2 separate regions of the Callithrix jacchus genome follow, and region 1 is linked to region 2. Evidence: chromatin contacts called from public Hi-C data. All regions are on one chromosome and are shown on one strand. Each heading gives the region's core, a stretch centred on a gene start, on an enhancer-like site or on the middle of the called end of the contact. The rest is flanking DNA. Distances are from core to core; before and after follow the strand shown.

Region 1 (6,446 bases), core at 408-2,907, 290 kb before region 2:
CATTTCATATAGAGCTGGAAAGAGACAAGTACTTGTAACGGCTGACAAAAGTGGTGGTGCATTGCGTCTGGGAAAGCCCAGCCAATTTCAGTCATGGGTCTTTCCACTGCCTCCACAGACCTCAAAGTTAAGCCCCAACTGTACTCTGAACTGAGTACATCGGTCCCACGGTATCTGTGAGAAACTGGATTCAGGAACCCCGAGGATAGCAGCACGTGCTGATGCTTAAGTCCCTGATAAAATGTTGTACTGTCTGCATATAACCTATGGGCATCCTCCTATATACCTTAATCATCTCTAGGTAACCTGTCATACCTAATACAATGTAGATGCGATTATAGTTGTTATACTGTATCGTTTAGAAAATAATCACAAGAAGAAAAAGTCTCCACATGTTCAGTACAAACGGATTTTGCGTTTTCTGAAGAATATTTTTGATCTGAGGTTAGCTGAATGCACCCCATGCGCAACCCACGAATAAGAAGCGCTGTGTTTGCAAAGGGCTTCACATACATTACCTCATTTAAATGTCACCACAAAAGGATGAGAAAGGTATTACTGTAACAGTTTTACAAATGAGAAAAAGGAAAACTAGGGCTGTATGAAGAAAATGACGGTAAGTACACTCCTGATCTATCATTCACAAGACCAGCCTGAGGGCTGAAATTCTGTCAAGACGATGCTATCCTTTTACTTACGTAAACAAGTCTCCATGAGCACAACTCCAGGACTGCTGGCGTGGAAATTTTCTCCCAGGGACCCCATGTCTCTCTGGCTGGAATTCCCGACCTCCACCTCACTCCTCCTCCCTCCATGGCACCAGTACCCCCCATCATCTCAGAGACGCCCCTCTTCTCCAGCTCTGCCCCTGGCTGTCTTTCCAAACACAATCTAACGATCGGCCACGCCCCCACACCCCAAAGAAGGATCATCTCCACTTCTTGGTTCTCAGTAACCCATGGGGCCGTCAGCCCCGCTGCCTGTCTAATCAGAAAAAGAACCAGTGAGGACTGGAGTAAGAAACTGTGAAGACCGCCGCCTCCCCCTACGGCCCGCACGGTCGAGTGTCCGGAGCTGGACGGGAGACGCTGCCACAGCGGCACGGCCTTACTTCCCTCCAGTCGCCTTTAATTCAAACCTAGAAGGACGCACGCCCTGCCCCGCCCTCCTCACACCCGAGAGCTGCTCCGTGCGGGGACGCGCCTTTCCTCATTGCAAAGCGAATTCGCTGCCACGCGTTTCGCACAGGCGAGAGCCTCACGCCGGCGGCAACTCTACCACGTGGACAAAGGCACAGCCGTGTCTCGTTCTCCGCAATGGAGAAGAGCGTGGGGTATGCGCGCCGGCCTGTCTTGGGTATCAGTCCGCCAGGGGACGGCAACCTACCTGCGCCGCGACGTCCCGAGTCAGGGCCGGCAGCGGCGCCCACGGTCGGGACGACCCCCGCGTGGGCCGCAGCTCCACGAAGGGGCCGGCCGCGGAGGTCACGCAGTGCGCCCACGGAGGCCTCAGGCAGGGTCACGGGAAGAGCTGCCTTTCTCTCCTCCTTTTCCTTCTTGGAGGCTTAGTTTGGGTCACCCGGGGCCCAGAACCGGGGGACTTTCCGGCGCAGTTCCGCGGCTTCCCGCGCGCGGCCAGCCCGGCTCCGCGCAGACGCGAGCGTCCCGGCCCGCCCTCTCCCGCCTTCCCGTGACGGGCAGCGAAGTCAGCCAGTGGGACTGCGGGCTGGAAGGCTAACTCCGCCCACATGTTGCGGAAAGGAGGCGGTAGTTTCCGGGAGCATCACTTTCCCAGAAGACCCTGGCGAATCCGCCCTCGAGTTTTCATTGGTCCAACCGGGTCACAGACTCTGGCCCGTCTGGTTAGGTGGAATCCCTGATTGGGCCAAATCTCTCAGGTCTCGCCCCTGGAGCCGGGAGGGGCGTTCGCTTTTCTTTCTGCGGCGTGGTGGACGCTTGGCGGAAGAGGGAGGGAAAGGTGGGCGGGGTCTGGTGAGGAGCTTTCCCCTCGTCCCGCATGCGCCTGTATTGGAGTGATTTCAGTTAAAAGGTTCGTGAAACGTCGCCGCTTAATGCGGTCGAGGCCAGCAGCAGCCGCCGCCGACCCCACCGAGGCCTTCTGTCCGGCAGCACGTGAGGCGCCGCGATGCCATGACGAGGGCAACGCCGGTCGCGCCCGGTGGAATCCGCGTGTCCGAGTGCCTGAGCCGATCGCACTCCTTGGGAGTTTAGGCCATTTAGAGACGACGTCTTGGTGGACACGGAGGAAGCCAGTTTTAGTCAGATGGGAAATATATAAAGTGGGAGGGGACTGGGGCGAGGGGAGGACGGAGGCGGGCGGTGATGGCGGCGCCCCACTGCCCTGAAGCATGAGGGGCCCCGGGAAACCCGGGCCTGGCTGGGGTTGAGATTCTGTTCTTCCGGGTCCTTAGCTACGTTTCAACTGTTCTGGAATGGGGACTGGATTTTTTACAGAATTATACAAACAGGTTCAACAAGATGTAACAACTGTGGAGGCTCGAGAAACTGTACCTTGTAAATTAAATGAAAAACCTCGTTTCTTCAGACGCAAATGTTAGCTCCATCTGCTGGTCTGAGGCTGAATAATTAATTGCAAAGCCGGGAGAGGACTAGATGTAGCTAGACGAGGTGAAATGACCTGTGCTTTCTTGGTGTCCCGTCGGCTTCCTTTGCTTGCATTTCTAAGAGAATCTTGGTCTCAGATTTCAGGACAAGTTGAAAACAGCTGGGCTATTTAGTATGCCCCCCCCCCCCCCGCTCCCCCCAAACACACACACACTTCAGTTTAGAAAGTTTGGATTATTTAAAAGACATGTTGGCGGCTGAGCAGAGAGGGCGAAGGAGCATCTTCCGGGCTTTATGAACTAAAACGGCTTTATAAACTCCAGGGCAGTTATACTTAATCTAAATCAGCATGGATGGGATGGAAGTGGGAAAGAGGTAATTTATTGCATGCTCAGTAGTTTGGATGTTGTGCTGCTTTTAAGTTTCCTGCATAATAAGCTCCTTTCATTTCTTTCACATAACTTACTGGGGGAGGTACTGTTATTTCTGATTTTATAGATAAGGAGGCTGAGAGACAAAGAACCATCCTGGTGTCACAGTGTCGATTCGTAGGTAGAAAAGAAAAACATTAATCTACCTCCAAGACCTTTTAAAAAGCCGAGATTTTAGTCCTGAGAGGCAGCTGTTCTGCCTTGTAGGTTTGTGGGGTCTGCCCTTCTGTGAGAGTCCTTTTAGGTTTGTGTCTCCAGCATATAAAATTGTGCCTGACCCATAGCAAGGGCTTAATAAATACTGTTTGAATGAACAGACAAGTCTGGGTTCAAATCATTGCTTCTCAACTGCATAGTTGGGATGATCAATCCTCAACACTCACTGCCTGCTCTATTTGGAAGCAACCTGGATTTTATTTCCCCTTTGATCCTGGAGTTTGGGGGTCAGAGACATCCCTAGCTCCAAGGGGCAAAAAACTGGCACTGTATGCACTGAGCCCAGCTGAGGGTGGTGGGAGGCCCAGTTATGAACACTGACCCTGGAGGTGTTTGCTGAGGGATTCTGGGAAGAAATCAGGCTCTTGATGACTATTGGGAGTCAACTCGTCCCTCAAGTTTGGACTTTTCAGTTTCAAGAGCCAGGAAATCCCTTTTTATCATTTATACTATTTAAAATTGGGCATAAACATAAAGTTATTTGCAACTTGACTAGTGTGGCTTAAGCATTAGCAGGGTGGCTGTGGCAAGTGAGCCTCCCTGGGGCTCAGCTGCCTCCTCTATAAATGGGGCAGTGGTTATACCCATCTCCTCAGGCTGATGTGAGGAGCAAGGGACACAACGCATGCTAAGTGCTTCATACGGGGCCGAGCAAGAAGTAGCATCCAGAAAGCGTTAAGAAAGCAGGATCATGCTTTGACATCTGCCTCTACTGCAGCTTCCTTACTTGCCAACAGTCCCTCCAGTGACTGGCTTTTAAACTTGGAAGAAGTGTATTGGCAAATTGGTGGGATTTGTCACCAAATCGCATGGGCACCTTCTGAAGATGAGCCCAGTGGTTTAAGCAGCTGTGGAGCCAGCGGTCCCATGTGCAGCGTGGAGCCCATCCAGGGAGGAAGGGCACATCTGGTCACACATGCAGAGTCCTTGGCAGCTCTGACGACAAGCTTGACTTAAGGATCTTTACGTCTGTAAACACAGGATTGATGTTTGCCTTCATTGTCAATGTGGTTCTCTGGAGCCGGATCTTAACAGCATTTGCTTGCCATGAAAGGCTGCGTGACTTGGAGCCAGTTGATCTATAGTGACAGAAAAGCAGTTGTGACTCTAAGGCATTGCCACCAAAAACACTTCTGTTTTTTCTCTGTCTCTCAGCCTTAACAGGATCATCTGAGCCACTGCCAGTTCAGAGTGAGCTGGGGCTGCATTTCTGGGAGGTCAATTGGGGACCTGACTTTTGAAGAGATTCTGAGGCTCACTGAAGGAGCAAACTCTATGAGGTCAGATAATGTTTTGCAAAATCTGAGCTCTGCCTTCTCTGCCCCTCAGTTACTACCTCTGTAAAATGGGGATGTGGACGCTATAGATATTAAATGGCAGTACATCAAAGAAGCGCCATCTGGAGCGTTTGCCCAGCCTGCAGTTATGCCATTTGTCTGAGAAGCTTGTAGGGATCATTTCTGGTTTGGATCTCAGGCCTCTTCCCAGCTTAGCCACCAGCCATCTGAAATTGTGGGAAAGGTCAGATGGCTGCAAAGCCTCTGTGTGGGGTTGGAACTAAATATGCATATTTATCAGTGTTTAATGGAAGACTACAGGATGCTTGCAGAGCCTGCAGAAGGCACTAGTAAGGCGGCTCCTTGAGTCTGGGAACAAGAGCTGGGCAGTGGGTGCTTCAGGGGCTGAGTTGAACTGACAGAGCTGTGACCAGTGACCAGCACCTGGGAATCTCTGCTAAAGTCAGATTCTCAGGATTGGCTCAACTTCAGTCACATGCCACCCCTCTGCTGCCCAGGAGGGACGAGTGGCCTGAGGAACAGTCCCAGCAAAACCACCGAGGGAGGAAGTTTCTCAAAAGAAGTAAAGTGGAGGAGCTGTTCCCAGAGGAAGGAGTGGGGAGTCTGAGAAGGCAGGAAGAACTGAGGCCGTGAGCACAGAGGATGAAGCAGAGGCGAAGGCCATGTGACCGGAGAGAGAGAGGGCAGAGCTGGAGTAAGACATGCGTGCACACATATGCACACATGGACACTCACATGCGCACAATGAGCTATAGAGAATGATTGCCTTGATGCCTTACTGTGGCAGATTATATTTCCTGAAAATGGCCGCAGAAAAGTTTCTGGTCGCATGTGCTCATCTAGAACCTTACTTGCCACCCCCCACCAGGAGATGGTGTTGAGCCCCTCCCTTGATCAGGCAGGCTTTTGTGACTGTGTGAGCTCGGGCTAAACGGTGTTACATGGCTGTCAAGCTTGACCTCTAACAGGATATGCAGCCGGTGCTGCTCTCCAACATGTCCTTGGAGCGCAGCGTTGGGCTGCAAGCAAAGCCCAGCTCCAGTTCAGCCACCCAGCAGCAACACGTGCTCGGTAACCAGTTGTGTGAGTGACTTGTGTGAGCCACCTTGGTCCCAGGTTGGGTACCCAGCTGGCATGGCTTGGAGAGAAATGAGCCTACCCTGTCACACCACACCCAAATTGCAGATTTGTCAGCAAAATAATGGTTGTGTTAACCCACTAAGTTTTACGGTGCTCTGCTATTCTGCAAGACAGAGTCTTACTCATCACTTTCCTTCTCCAAGTCCTCGTTGTGGTCCTGCCCCAAGGCTCCAGGGAATAGCCTAGTACTGGCAATAACTCCTTTTTAATTTATGTGTGACCTGGGTTTGCCACTTGCTGCTAGTGGAAACTTGAAAATAGGGCCCCTTGGCTAGGTGTGATGGCTCATGCTTGTATCCCAGCACTTTGGGATGCCGAAGTGGGTGGATCATGAGGTCAGGAGTTAGAGACCAGCCTGGCCAACATGATGAAATCCCATCTCTACTAAAAATATAAAAATTAGCCAGGCGTGGTGGCAGGCACCTGTAATCCCAGCTACTCAGGAGACTGAGGAAAGAATTGCTTGAACTTGGGAGGGAGACGTTGCAGTGAGCTGAGATCACGCCATTGCCCTCCAGCCTGGTCAGCAAGGCAAGACACTGTCTCAGAAACAAAAGGAAAAGAGAAAGAAAATAGGGCGCCTCAAGGCCTTATATAGCGATGCCTTAAAGAACTCAATGCAGTCCTGAGGCTGACTTTCCCCTGAGCCCTGAAAATGGATCCATTGGTCAGGGACAGTCACAGGAACAAGCTCACAAGTCCACACTCCAGAGGGGGTGTCAGTTAGTTCACCTACAGCCAGAACCAACTTCTCAGGGACTAAGTGGCTTGTGTTC
Region 2 (6,639 bases), core at 777-3,276:
GTCACAGTCTTGAAATCCTTGTAATTGAACAAAGGACCCTACATTTTCACTTTGCACTGGTCTCTGATTCCATAACGGATCCTGTCCCCTCTTTTGTCTCATCCACTCCGTGAATCGTCCCCACATTCAGACCCTTCAGCAGTGTCCCCAAGAGGTTCCTGCCCCTGTCTGAAGCTTCACCCTCAACCCCATGGCGGCACCCCAGGCAGCCCTGCTTCTGGGTCCCGCGTCGGCAGGCTGTACACCGGAGTCACGACCATTGATTCAGCCGAGACAGCCACCGACTGCCTGCTCCCGCCGGGGACAGCTCTGCTGTCCTGTCTGCTGCCCTTCCCTTCTACTTCCCAGGGGTCCGGGTCAGGTGAGGTGCAGCTGTGCGCATTCCGGGAGCTTCAGACCCCTGTGTGTCCAGCAGCTCCTCCGTTTCCGGAAGGCTCTGCCCCAAGGCGCTGGAGGGTGTGGGGTGGGACAGCCCTTTCGCTTTCGGAGTGTCCACGCTCCACCCACTTGGTCACGGCGGGTCAGTCCAGTCCAGCCCGGCCCACCCCCCCGGTGCGTGTCTTTCGCACGTGCAGGCTCCATACTCTCTGTTCTCGTTTAATGTCCGGAATCTACGAGACCCTGGAGGCAAGAGGTAAACGCCGCGGAATCCACAAGGGGCTGCCGGGGTACGGAGCTTCCTACCCCAGGGGGAGGCCTCTGCGCTCCCAGACCTTAACCCTTTTTAGCCCGAAACTTCTCCAACTTCCTTGGCTTTGTTTAGAGCTCGACAGCGCCGCCGCCTGGCGCTCGTTGTGAGGACGGTGGAGGAGAGACGCAAGGGTGTCTTTGAACCTTTTGCCTCTCACTGTTATGGGGGCGACCGGAGGAGGTGGCCCACTCCTCCGCATTCCCAGTCAGGGAACTACCGGACGAGGTCGAAAGCCACAGGTTCCTATCTCCTCCTCCAGCCCTCCTCACCGCGCCCATCCACGGGACCGTGTCTCCTCAGTGCCCTTTGCCAAGCAAGTGGCATTTCTGTGCATCTCGGTATCAATGCGGCCGCTGGACCAAATGGAAACTTTCTTTGCTGACATGAGTGGGACCCGCGGGAAGCCCGCAGCGCCTCCCCGAGGGGCTGCCAGCCACCCTGTTGGGGTGCGAGATGCGCCGTCCCTCGGAAGCTGGACGGAAACCGGCCCGGCTGCTTCGCTCCCACGCGCCCGCTCTTACCCCGCGCCGCAGCAATTCACCTGCCACGGCCTCTGAGCGAGGTCAGGACCTCAGGAGCCGTGATAGTGTCCCCGCGCCTTCCTCACGTGACGAGATGGGGTTGCCCAGGGACTCGCGGGTCCCCCTGGCCAACCATGGGGCAGAGGGCGCTGCTGTCAGGCCAGTCTTCCCCGCCCTGTCCCGTCACCCCAGCCACACCCACTGTCCTCTGAGGCCAAGCGCTCCGCCGGTTCCCTGAGCCAGGCACCCTGGCAGGGGACGGGATCCAGCTGTCTCTCCTTGCGAGCCTGTCTTTGGGGAAGTCCACGTCCTAGACAGTCCCTCCCAAAGTCCCCTTCGTGCGGGTCACCCCTCCCAGTGTCCTGCAGGTTTCGTGCACCATCTCCCCCACGCCCCATTCCAAGCCCTCTTCGCTGACGTCTCCGATTCCCAGAGCTCTGCAATGCGGGCTTTCCTTGGATGTGACGGCAACATATATGAAAAGAAAGGAAGGAAGTCCAAGAGATGAAGGAGGGCTGCACGCGTGGGGGCCAGCGTGGTGGGGGCGGGGACAGTCGTCTGGCTACAGGGGTGCTGGCCTTTCCTGGCGCCTGCCCCTGTCGGCCCCGCCCGAGAACCTCCCTGCTCCAGAGCCGGGTTTACTCATCCCGGCGAGGTGATCCCATGCGCGAGGGCGGGCTCAGGGCGGCCGGAGAACCCAGCAATCCGAGTATGCGGCCTCAGCCCTTCCCACCAGGCACTTCCTTCCTTTTCCCGAACGTCCAGGGAGGGAGGGCCGCGCACTTATAAACTCGAGCCCCGGCCGATCCGAATGTCAGAGGCTGTCTAGCAGGGGCTGCGCGCCGCGGCCAGAAGGGTCTGGACTGAGACGGTCAGGAGAGGCTGTCACCAGCGGCGTCCTGCGCCCCTCTGCTCCGGCCCGGCCCGGTCTCAGTGCCTGCGCTTTTCACAGCGCCTGCACTCGGCGCGTCTGGGTAACATGCTCGGGGCCATCCTCCTTGGCGTGCTGGCTCTGGCCGGCCTGGGGCTCCCCGCACCCGCAGAGCCACAGCCCGGTGGCAGCCAGTGCGTCGAACACGATTGCTTCGCGCTCTACCCGGGCCCCACGACCTTCCTCGCTGCCAGCCAGATCTGCGTTAGACTGCAGGGCCACCTAATGACAGTGCGCTCCTCAGTGGCTGCCGATGTCATTTCCTTGCTATTGAGTGGTGACGGCGAGGTTGGCCCGCGCCTCTGGATCGGCCTGCAGCTGCCACCAGGCTGCGGCGACCCCAACAGCCTCGGGCCCCTGCGCGGCTTCCAGTGGGTTACGGGAGACAACCACACCAGCTACAGCAGGTGGGCGGAGCTCTACCTCAATGGGGCTCCCCTCTGCGGCCCGTTGTGCGTCTCGGTCTCTGCTGCTGGGGCCCCTGTCCCCGGCGAGCCGGTCTGGGAGGAGCAGCCGTGTGATGTGAAGGCCGATGGCTTCCTCTGCGAGTTCCACTTCCCAGCCACCTGCAGGCCCCTGGTGGTGGAGCCCGGCGCCGCGGCTGCAGCCGTCCGGATCACCTATGGCACCCCTTTCGCGGCCCGCGGAGCGGACTTTCAGGCGCTGCCGGTGGGCAGCTCCGCCTCGGTGGCGCCCCTAGGCTTGGAGCTGGAGTGCGCCGCACCGCCTGGGGAGGTCCAGGGACACTGGACTAGGGATGCGCCCGGCGCTTGGGACTGCAGCGTGGAGAACGGCGGCTGCGAGCACGCGTGCAATGCGAGCGCTGGGGCTCCCCGCTGCCTCTGCCCAGTCGGCGCCGCCCTGCAGGCAGACGGGCGCTCCTGCACCGCACCCGCGAAGCAGTCCTGCGAAGACCTCTGCGAGCACTTCTGCGTTCGAAACCCGGACAAGCCGGGCTCCTATTCGTGCATGTGCGAGACCGGCTACCAGCTGGCAGACGACCTGCACCGGTGCGTGGACGTGGATGACTGCATGCTGGAGTCCAATCTGTGCCCGCAGCGCTGTGTCAACACTCAGGGTGGCTTCGAATGCCACTGCTACCCTGGCTACGACCTGGTGGACGGCGAGTGCGTGGAGCCCGTGGACCCGTGCTTTGGAACCAACTGCGAGTACCAGTGCCAGCCCTTAGGCCAAACTAGCTACCGCTGCATCTGCGCCGAAGGCTTCGCGCCGGTGCCCCAGCAGCCGCACAGGTGCCAGATGTTTTGCAACCAGACTGCCTGTCCAGCCGACTGCGACCCCAACACCAAGTCTAACTGTGAGTGTCCTGAAGGCTACATCCTGGACGAAGGTTTCATGTGCACCGACATCGACGAGTGCGAGAACGGCGGCTTCTGCTCCGGGGAATGCCGCAACCTCCTGGGTACCTACGAGTGCATCTGCGGGACCGACTCGGCCCTTACTGTCCAGATTGGCACCGACTGTGACACCGACAAGGTGGACGGAGGCGACGGCGGCTCTGGAGAGCCTCCGGTCAGCCCGACGCCGGGCTCCACCTCCAATCCCCCGGCCGCCGGGCGCGTGCATTCGGGCGTGCTCATAGGCATCTCTATTGCCAGCCTGTCCCTGGTGGTGGCGCTTTTGGCCCTCCTACGCCACCAGCGCAAGAAGCAGGGCGCCACCAGGGCCAAGATGGAGTACAAGTGCGCGGCCCCCTCCAAGGAGGTAGTGCTGCAGCACGTGCGGACCGAGCAGACGCCTTAGGGACTCTGAGCGACCTCCGTCCAGGAGCCCGGCTTTGGCGTGGGCTTTCTCTCGCTCCTGTGCCTCCTCGCCCTCAGCTGTACTCCACCGCTACCCAGAGCACCCTAGCTGGATTACAGCTGGAGAAGGCCCGCCCCGCCCCCACCAAGCTGTGTTCTCTGATTCCATGCCTAAACGGGGAGAGGCCGATTAGAAGGAGGAGAATGAGCCTCAGCCTCTTCCATGACGTCACTGGACCACTGGGCAGACATGACGATTTTACGACGAAGGCAAAGAAGTGTCGCAGCTCCTCACCACTGGGCGCAGGAGGGTGAGCGTTATTGCCTGGCGGCCCTTTGGGCAGACCTTGACCTCGTGGGCTAGGGATGAGCAAAATATTTATTTTTTAAAAGTATTTAGGCTTCTGTTTGTTTCCTTTTTTCCTACCTGTATGTCTCCGGTATCCACTTTGCATACCTCTCCCATCTCGCTCTACAAACTCCCACTTCTCATGTGGCAGATAAACTATCTTAGTGAATTCTTTTTCCTGGCCCTCTCACATTTATGAAGCAAGCTCCATTTCTTCGCCATTCTTCCTAGTTTCCTCCTCTCAGGAACTGGGCCGGCTCACCTGAGTCGCCCTGCCTGACCTGTGCCTGACCCTATTTCTTTTGCCCTTACCTGCCTGCTCAGACAGAAACTCCTACATGAACAGAAACAAAAACACTCAAAATAACAATGGCCCTTTGCTTTTTCACCAGATTTGCTAATTTATCCTGAAATTTCAGGTTCTCAGCGCAAAATAATTTTAAGCAAAGGTTGAGATGTAAAATGCATTGAATTAATGTTGCTGGACTGTCATAGAAATTACACCCAAAGATATTTTTATCTTTATTTTTTTAAACAGTGAGCCTGAACTTTGTGGTTGCTTTGATTTGTACTGAAAATGGTAATTGTTGCTAATTTTCTTATGCAGTTTCTTTTTTTGTTATTATTACTTTGACAGTGTTGAAAATGTTCAGAAGGTTGCTCTGGATTGAGAGGAGAGACAGGCACCTTCCAGCAGCCAGTTTAAGAAAGTTTTGAGCTTCATGATTCATGCCAGTTGGTAATTGTCTCTCACTGTCCTTGTCATTGGTAGACCTAAATAAAACCAGCTCTACTGGTCTTTTGGAAGGGACCTTGGGAATAGATCCTGGAGGATGCCCAATCAGGGCTCAGCCTTAATCAGGTCCTCAGAAAATTTCTACCATTTCAGAGGGGCCTTTTGGAATGTGGCCCCTGAACAAGAATTGGAGGCTGCCATGGGAGCTGGTTAGAGATGCAGAATCCTAGGCCCCACCCCATCTAGTTCATGAGAATCTATATTTAACAAGATCAGCAGGGGATGAGTCTGCTCAGTAATTTGAGGTCAATGGTTCCAGTCTGCTTCCAGTTTTCTGGAATACATTAAATAGGGATCAGTTATAACTAGCAGGCCAAGTCAGGCCCTTATTTTCAAGAAACTGAGGAATTTTTATTGTGTAGCTTTGTTCTCTGGTAGAAAAGACTAGGTACACAGCTCTAGACACTGCCACACAGGATCTGCAAGGTCTTAAGCCAGGAGTGAAAACCTGCTTCAGTGGATGGAAACAAATGTATCATAGAAATGTATCTTTTGTAAGACAAAGATTTTCATCTTCTATTTTGTAGACTCAACATATTTGTACATAGTTATTTATTTGTTGGAGATAAACTAGAACACAGGCAAAGCCCTTGCTTATGATGTCACTTGTACAAAATAAACAAATACAGTGTACTCTTGGGTTGTGTGTCTGTTCAGTTTTCCTCCCCCAGTCCCCTCAGTTTAAACCATGCAAATGCTGTGAGACACGTGAATTCTTTTTCCCTGCACCCCAGCGCTCCTGTTGTCTGAGGATGGCACCCTCTCTGATTTTCAAAGCTCTTTCCAGAGGCTACTACTACTTTCACTGATCTCCGTATGCACAAATATTTATTTATTTCCTTCCGTAACCATAACAACTTCATATATGAGGACTTGTTTTCTGTGCTTTTTAGTACATTACAGGATCATTTGTTGGAATGAATTAAATAAACCCTTCCTGGGGCATCTGGCGAATCCCAGCTGTGTGTCCTGTGTATGGTTTGGCATTATCTGCTCTGTGAGATATCCAAATTCAATGCAGTCATGAAGGATGTCGACTGGTGGCTCTAATTCAAGTATTCATTTCTAAAGGAATGAAATCATTCCCAGCTCTGTTGGAGATGAAAAACAGTGCCTTTTCACAGCATACATTTCTTGGGCTCACTTTCCTAGGATGGTAGGGCTGGCTGAATGCAATATGCAGGGCTCGGAAAGAGTTTTTAAAGAAAAAATTAAGAGAAAGTAAAGCCCAGGCAAACATTCAAGTGCTTTATATGTCTGGATAAAGCCAAATTTGTGAGTTTCTGTTTGAGTGGTTATTGTGAAAACAGGGTTGGAGATTTTGACATCCATCACAGATGCAGTGATGACGTGAGTGTGTGTGTGTGTGTGTGTGTGTGTGTGTGTGTGTGTGTGTGCTGGGGCAGCTGCCATGCACAGTGCCCTATGGAGATAGCAAGCTGAGCCAAGCTCCCCCTAAGGAGTAGACGGTCTTTGTGAAGGAAGAGTTACACAAGCGGGGACAGGACAGTTGCTGGGAGAACAGAGGAGACAGTGACACCTTACAATTTGCTCCCAGCCTTCTATTTTTCAAGAGGGTCAGCTCCCA

Evidence for each region. A called contact is a pair of places that touch in the nucleus more often than the background predicts.
Region 1: a Hi-C map of skeletal muscle shows a contact between it and region 2, with 6 times the contacts expected there. The contact joins the promoter of NXT1 here to the promoter of THBD in region 2. A contact is called at or near these places in 3 of 3 Hi-C or Micro-C datasets (induced pluripotent stem cells and skeletal muscle).

What each region holds. Positions count from the first base shown.
Region 1 is chr5:30,369,313-30,375,758 of calJac240_pri, reverse strand. NXT1 (nuclear transport factor 2 like export factor 1) reads right to left here and starts at 1,657. Exons shown (of 2, transcript XM_078371517.1): 1 at 1,387-1,657. LOC108591664 (a long non-coding RNA gene) reads left to right here and starts at 1,991. Exons shown (of 8, transcript XR_013535145.1): 1 at 1,991-6,446.
Region 2 is chr5:30,077,649-30,084,287 of calJac240_pri, reverse strand. THBD (thrombomodulin) reads left to right here and starts at 2,026. Exons shown (of 1, transcript XM_003732821.6): 1 at 2,026-5,684. The coding sequence starts at 2,192. The coding sequence ends at 3,907.